Linked DNA regions of Zea mays: region 2 is linked to region 1. The links are chromatin contacts, called in public Hi-C maps. All regions are on one chromosome and are shown on one strand. The core of a region is the stretch at or near the end of the contact, and the rest is flanking DNA. Distances in the headings are between cores, read along the strand shown. Region 1 holds the start of LOC732721 (protein kinase-like). Region 2 holds the start of LOC103630807 (structural maintenance of chromosomes protein 3).

Region 1 (3,448 bases), core at 561-3,060:
AATTTACATTTAACCTCTTCCACCTAAAATAGCAATCACCGTTGGATTTTGATTGGATGCACTTGATCACTTGATTGCACGGTTGCACAAACATGACTGGTTGCACATGAAGCTAAGTAGATCATAATAATGAATTAACGATCATCAAAAAAATCTCAAAGGATGAAATGTTACAGTTGAATGAATATACCAAGGGATATGCTTTCTCAAAGTGCGGTCAAGTGCTAGATTTTGTTAAGGGTTTGGAGCTTCATGATTATATGTGGATTAGTAGTCATAGTTGTATTTCAAGTACATATATAAAGTAGCAGAGAGCAAACAGTTATAGCACAATTGATCGGGAATTAGTTTCACCTGTGGATACCCTCGACACAGTATCCTAGAAGGCGTACAAGATTCTTATGCCTGACGTGCCCAATTGCCTCAACCTCAACCCTGAACTCCTTTTCTGCCTGACCCCTACAGTGACATACCAAACGCTATCAAGATGTTGCGAGACTATCAAAGAGGGCAGAGTAATATTTCAAGCTATGTACCAAGATCGTCTTTAAGGCTAAAACAATGACCAGAGCTTCTTACATGTTATTAAGGAGCTTTTTAATTGCGACATCGGTCCCATTAACGAGGCGACCTCGGTAAACAATCCCATATCCACCTTCCCCAATGACATTCTCCTTGGAGAAGCGATTGGTCGCATGCTCCAAATCCCTGAGAGTAAACCAATGGCCCCATCCGAGATGCGAAAACTCGGGGAGACCAACCAGCGGAGACGCGGAGACAGTGGGATACTGCCTCCTGGCGTTGCCCGAGCTGCCCTCGTCGCCAGAGTACGAGCTTGCAGCCCTCTCGCACTGGTACGCCGCAGAGCTGCACTGGCTGAGATTATCAGCGTCGCTCGACTTGCTCCTGACCAGGTGCCCCAGCATTCTCCCGGAATCCTTCTCGCAGGGCTTCTCCTGCACGGCCAGCGCGCGGCAGCTCTCGTGCACATGGAAGGTCTGCACGGCAGCGTGCTCACGCACCTCGTCCACCGCAATCTCCTTGGAGACGTCCGGGATCTGGGACACCGGGATGTCATTGGTACTGTCGAAGGACGACTTGGTGGGCTTCCTCCGGTATATGGACCAGAAGCACATGAAGCCTATGATGAAGAGGATCGCCACCCAGATGCAGATGCCAATGACAATCCATAGCCTCAGGCCGAACGGCGGCGTCCTGGAAGATAGCTCCGACCTCAGGATTTCGCCTGTCGTCGACATCTCTGTTCCTCAGCAACCTACACAGAAGCGTGGGTAACGTCATTGTCATTAGAGGCGGGTAAACAATTTGTCACAAACCCCATCTTGCAGGTATGAGAATTGCATTTATATAATGGGAACTGGGTGAGCGGATCGGATCCGAACAGAAATAGCTTACATTAGGGTTTGGGGTGCGGCATGAAGGGGAGGGAGAGGTGGCGGGCGTACGTGGTGGGTGCTCGTCGTCGTCGGCGAAGGGCCGGGCCCCCCGACGACGCAAGACGTGGCGAAGGGCGCGCGACCGCTCCTTCCTCTCCCGATTCCTCCAGCTGGAGGTCTTGGGTCCTCAATCCCTCGGCGGCGTCACGTCAGTGCGGTGGCCATGCGATGGGAGGCCGGCCCGCCGGCTCTCCGCTCCGGGGAGAGGGGATGCAATGCTTTCTTGCTGGGGAGGGAGGGGGTGGATGGATTGGGAAGGGAGAAAAGGGCCGACAGTACTAGGGAAGCAAGCAAGCGAGCAAACGATAAAGTTTCACTACACTGATGACTGAACTGATGATGAGTGGAGAGAGAGAGAGAGAGAGACTGATGAGGAGGGAAAAACTGGAGACAGCTGTAAAAGACACTGGGGACTCCTCTTGCTAGGGGCACCACTCAACATCTTATCTTTTATTTTATTTTCTTTTATTTTCTTTCTACAGAACCATATCTATCATATACCACGAGGATAATATTGCAAACTGAATTACTAGAATGTTTGATGATATATAGGCTCTCTCATCTTCACTTGTTCTTTAGCTTTCCTTGAATCGTGTGAAATCTTCTCTACCGAGTACTACTAGTAAAACAATTGGGACACACACACACACACAGGCACAGCTCACGCGCACACTGCACTGCACACATCTTCCAACACAAGCCATGGTCCATGTGGGCGTTGCATGGGACGGCAACGGCACGGCAGCCGGTGGCCCCACAGGTCATGGAGACAGCGCGGCCCCTCGTGTTGGGTAGCGGTGTGCAGCAAGGAGAGTGGGTAGCGGGGGCATGGAGACAGCACAAGGAAGCGCAAATCTAGCTACGATTTCAGTGCGGCCTTGTTTTTTTTTTTATTTAACCCCGGCCCGACGCGCGGGCCCACGTGCTTCCTGGGTCAAAAATGGCTGCAAGCCCAACGGCTAGCTCGCTCCCGGGCTGACCAGGGTCTGACGGTGGGCGCGGCCCGCTCCCGCAGCGTCCCGTTGCGTTAAACACTTGAATGCAGATAAATTCTACTCAATCATCATATTGGTTTACTTCACCATTAAAGAAGGCAACGATTGATCCGTTCAATTTAACGAACTAAATGAACAATTACCTAGTGTTAACCCTGTTTTTTTCACCCCAAAAGGCTACCAACCACATCAAGTACCTATTACTATGATCTGGTATGATAGACAATTACAACATTTCAGAGCCATGGCAATCAAAATGGAATGACTTTGGTTGCAGTGAGGTAGTCGACGTCGGCCCAGAAGGCAAGGAGTGTCGAGAGAATCCATAAACACCACTAGTTTAGAACAGTGTTTAGAAAATAGCATAGATTTTTTAAGTAATTCAAAAATAGCACCGATTCCACCAAATGAATTCAGAAAATAACACTTCATCTATACTTTTTATTCTTTCATTTCTCACCTTACATACAAATGGACCAAATTGACACTGTTCATTTCATAGTCTCGTTTTTATCTCTTCTATCCATAAGAACAACATGAACACATACAAATATATGAGCTCTACCTTTTATATTGTTAAGTATGATGTTAAATATATAAAAAAACATGGATGTTCTATAAAGGAAGAAGTCTAAAAACATACATTTTTTTTGAATAGGATGGGTGATTGAAGTTTTTGAAAATAAAAACACATCAAATAAAAAACATAGGAAGTACAATCGAAAAGCTTTCGGTGGACCAAATATGTCTAATTTTAATGGTTCGATGGCCGAGGTACCTGGTTCTGAGTTTAATGGTTAAATATAGACTTATTCGTTCATAAAACATGTGTGCTGATATGTATGTTTAACACTATAAAATAGAGGTCACATATTTTATTTATTTATGTTGTTCTTATGGACATAATAGGTAAAAAGAAGGTTGTGTGATGAATGGATGTAATTTGGTCTATTTGTATGTGAGGTAAGCAATAAAAGAATGCAAAATATAGATGGA
Region 2 (3,448 bases), core at 286-2,785, 300 kb after region 1:
CACTGGCGCGCTGGAAGACGTAGACGAGGCATTGCTAGCTTGTGCTTGAACCGGGCGGCCGGTCATCAGAGCAGAGGAACAGTCTGGTGTGGATTTATGTAGGCGGCGGCGGTGCCGGGCGCTGGACGGCTGGAGGGAGCACAGCACGTGGGCGTAACCAATTGGACGTAGTACTCTCTGCTTGGTCAGCCGTGGGTCGGAAGCAATGGATCGATGCCCCGGCCCGGCGTGTCGCGCGCGTCGTTTGTGATGTGAGACGGCGGTCAGCCAGTGCCATGTCAAGTACCCTACCCTAGGTTATACACATGCAATCTCAACAGAGGGAGGGAGCAGGAACGCCCTGCCAATCGCGGCCTCTGTACGGTAATCCGTAGCCAATCGTGCGTACCAGCCGTGACTTGGGTCGGAAGCAATAGATGGATGCCCCGGCCCCGCGTCTGCCAAAACAAACAAACAAACGGACAAATTTGCAGCGGAGAGGGAGGGGAGACGAGACGACTAGGGATGGCAACGGGGAATTCTCCGTCGGGTTTTAGCTCCCCAAACCCGTCCCCGCGACAAAAAAAATTCCCCGCGGGGATCCCCACGAACACTTGCGGGGGACATTTCTTCCCCATCCCCGTTCCCCGCGGGGATAAATCTCTGTCGGGGATCCCCATCCCCGCTTAAATTATAATTAAATCGTACTTCATTTGTTATTAATGTAAAATATTATCACTTATACACATTGTTAAATGTAAAATTCATTATGTGCACATTAAAATCAATGTATTTGTACAACGGGTGATCTTTGGACAAGGTAATTCTTTACTTTTATCATTAACTATTACATGAAAACATTGTCACATGTAAGTTTAACGGGTCCCCGCGGGGAACGGGGATGGGGAATGCTTCCCCATCCCCGTCCCCGTTTACCCGTCGGGGGAGAACTTTTCCCCATTTACATCCCCGTGGGGAAAGAAGCTTCCCCATCCCCATCCCCTAATAGAGGAATTCCCCGCGGGGAATCGGGGATCGGGTCCCTATTGCCATCTCTAGAGACGACTGGCGGATGCGACGTGCACCGTGCACCGGCAGGCAGTGGTCGCCGGCCGGAGACAGCAGCACTGCGGTGCACGTGCACCCGGTATTTGTACATGCCACCTGTCACGGCCACATCTTGTGTCATTCTCAAGGGAAGAGTCGGGACCGGATGACGGGTGGACCATCTCACTCTGATTGATTCCTGGCCCTGGGTGGGTGGGTGACCTCAACCTACGCGCCCCCTTCTCGCTTTCAGCAAGTATCCATGCTATACCTCCCCCTGCTGAAACAAAACACAAAGTAGTAACATAAAGATGCATGGTATACCTTCTCTGGTTGGTGTTCATGTCCAATCACTGAAACACCACCTGGCTGGCATGCTCCACGGTCGAATGCTAATCCATCCCAACGCAGCAGTGCAACGCATGTCGAGTTGTCGACACAAGGCCTGGGCATCCTCGTGGCATCTGGATCACCAGTGAAATCGAACAAGCTAGCTTCCAGGCCGGCCTGCTACAGGCCCAGTCGAAAACTTACAGGAGCCGAACCAAACGGCCACGGCCACGGACAGTGTTGCCTTCTCCTCCCCCTTCTCCTTCTCCCGTCCACTCAGCGTGCCTGACTGCCCGTGCGCGCCCTCGCTCAGTCGCTCTCGCGCGCGGCGACAACTGAGCCACCGCCGACGGTCCAACTCTTCGTCGGACCCTTTGCCGGCGACGAGCACCCACCAGGTAACCCCTCACTCTCTTCCCTCGCTGCTGTGTGGAACCGAGCTCCCGAACCCTAACTCAAGCCCTTTCACCATTTCAATTCGGATCTGATGTAATTACAAGCGTATACTAGCACAACTCTGATTTTTTTTCGCAAATATTACTGGGTGTACATGTATACGCCCATGTCCTTTACTTGTTCCGATTCTGTTTTTTTTTTTTTTGGTGTCTACTTGTTACTGACTTGCCATGCTCTTTTGCAGGGGTTTCATGGTAGCGTGACCTGTCTCGGCCTAGAAAATGTATATAAAGAAGGCAAGATGTTCTGCCCTGGGTACAATTTGGTGATATTTTTCTCCCCATGTAAGCTTGTTGGCTTATTGGCCATCTGTCTGGTTCAGGTCGTAATCGAAGGGTTTAAGAGCTACAAGGAGGAGATATCAACAGAGCCCTTCAGTCCCAAAGTTAACGTAGTTGGTAAACCCCCTCTTCTGCTCCCTCGCTCACAGATATTACTGTACTCATAGGGTTCTGTTCTGCTTCCTAACTGCTGCTCAGATAATTTAACACCGCTTGTGCGGCAACCTCCGCCTATATCAGGCCTGCAACTGCAATAGATAAATCCTTACCTAGTGGGTCAATCACAAAGCTTTATTAGTGATCAAGATCCGGTGCATCTTCAAGGTTCAGTTTCCTTTATTTGCTAAATTGGGTTATTTGTTTTGTTTTGGAAAATTAGCATAGTCATAGCTTATGTATGCATGCATTGTACCAGAATTCAGAAAACCACGACCTTGAAACAGTTACGGTTAAGTCCGTGTAACTCTTTTGTGTGCTTGCTGTTTGTTTGCTCTAGCTCTATAGTGATCTTCTAGTTTTTCTGCCAAACTCACTGCAAGTACTACAGGGCAATTACAACTTGGATGCATACTTTTCTGCTCTTAATGAACTGACGATTATTTAATTGTTTGCCACAGTTGGTGCAAATGGATCTGGCAAATCAAATTTCTTTCATGGTAATCTTAAACATGTGGTACAGTACTGCTATATTATTATTTGCATCTGCTCTTATGCGAGAACATCCTCTTGATTTGCTTATGCTTATTGCTCCAGCTATACGATTTGTCCTGAGTGACATGTTTCAGAACCTGCGAAGTGAAGATAGGGGTGCCCTTCTCCATGTATGCCTCCTCTAAGCAATCTAGATAGTTGGAATAGATGGCTGGTCCGCTGGTGTTTGATATACCCTACTGTAATAACCATTCCAGGAAGGTGCTGGACACTCGGTTGTATCTGCTTTTGTTGAGATAGTGTTTGACAATTCAGACAATCGTATTCCAGTAAGTCCTCTAACCTATTCAGATTTTAGTTTACTTATTCCAGTCTATCTTCTAGAGTCTCAGGTTGCATATTTTGTTGAAAAATAGCAAACCTAGATCTCTTATGGTAGGCACTCATATAATTATCAGCTCCGTGCTGGTTCATGTTTGAAAGCTGACAGCATCACTCCAGTTCTTAACGTGTTTCAGTGACGCCTGCGTGATGGTCTGATGGTTGCCTTTTGCATTGGCACAATAATGTACATGCTCCTTGTTCTCCTGGCTGTGAATGAAAATACACTTTGTTGCAGGTTGATAAAGAAGAGGTACGCTTGCGCAGGACAATTGCTTCAAAGAAGGATGAATACTACTTGGATGGGAAGCATGTCAGGCATG

What was found. A called contact is a pair of places that touch in the nucleus more often than the background predicts.
Region 2: a Hi-C map of leaf shows a contact between it and region 1, with 4 times the contacts expected there. The contact joins the promoter of LOC103630807 here to the promoter of LOC732721 in region 1. A contact is called at or near these places in 2 of 25 Hi-C or Micro-C datasets (bundle sheath and leaf).

The regions. Positions count from the first base shown.
Region 1 is chr6:179,211,741-179,215,188 of Zm-B73-REFERENCE-NAM-5.0, forward strand. LOC732721 (protein kinase-like) reads right to left here and starts at 1,811. Exons shown (of 8, transcript NM_001112350.1): 1 at 1,417-1,811; 2 at 580-1,276; 3 at 355-459. The coding sequence starts at 1,259.
Region 2 is chr6:179,508,804-179,512,251 of Zm-B73-REFERENCE-NAM-5.0, forward strand. It overlaps LOC103630807 (structural maintenance of chromosomes protein 3), which reads left to right and starts at 1,536. Exons shown (of 30, transcript NM_001350802.1): 1 at 1,536-1,754; 2 at 1,997-2,048; 3 at 2,135-2,210; 4 at 2,711-2,749; 5 at 2,847-2,914; 6 at 3,002-3,073; 7 at 3,364-3,443. The coding sequence starts at 2,034. LOC109939192 (probable inactive receptor kinase At2g26730) reads right to left here and starts at 961. Exons shown (of 2, transcript XM_008649438.4): 1 at 1-961.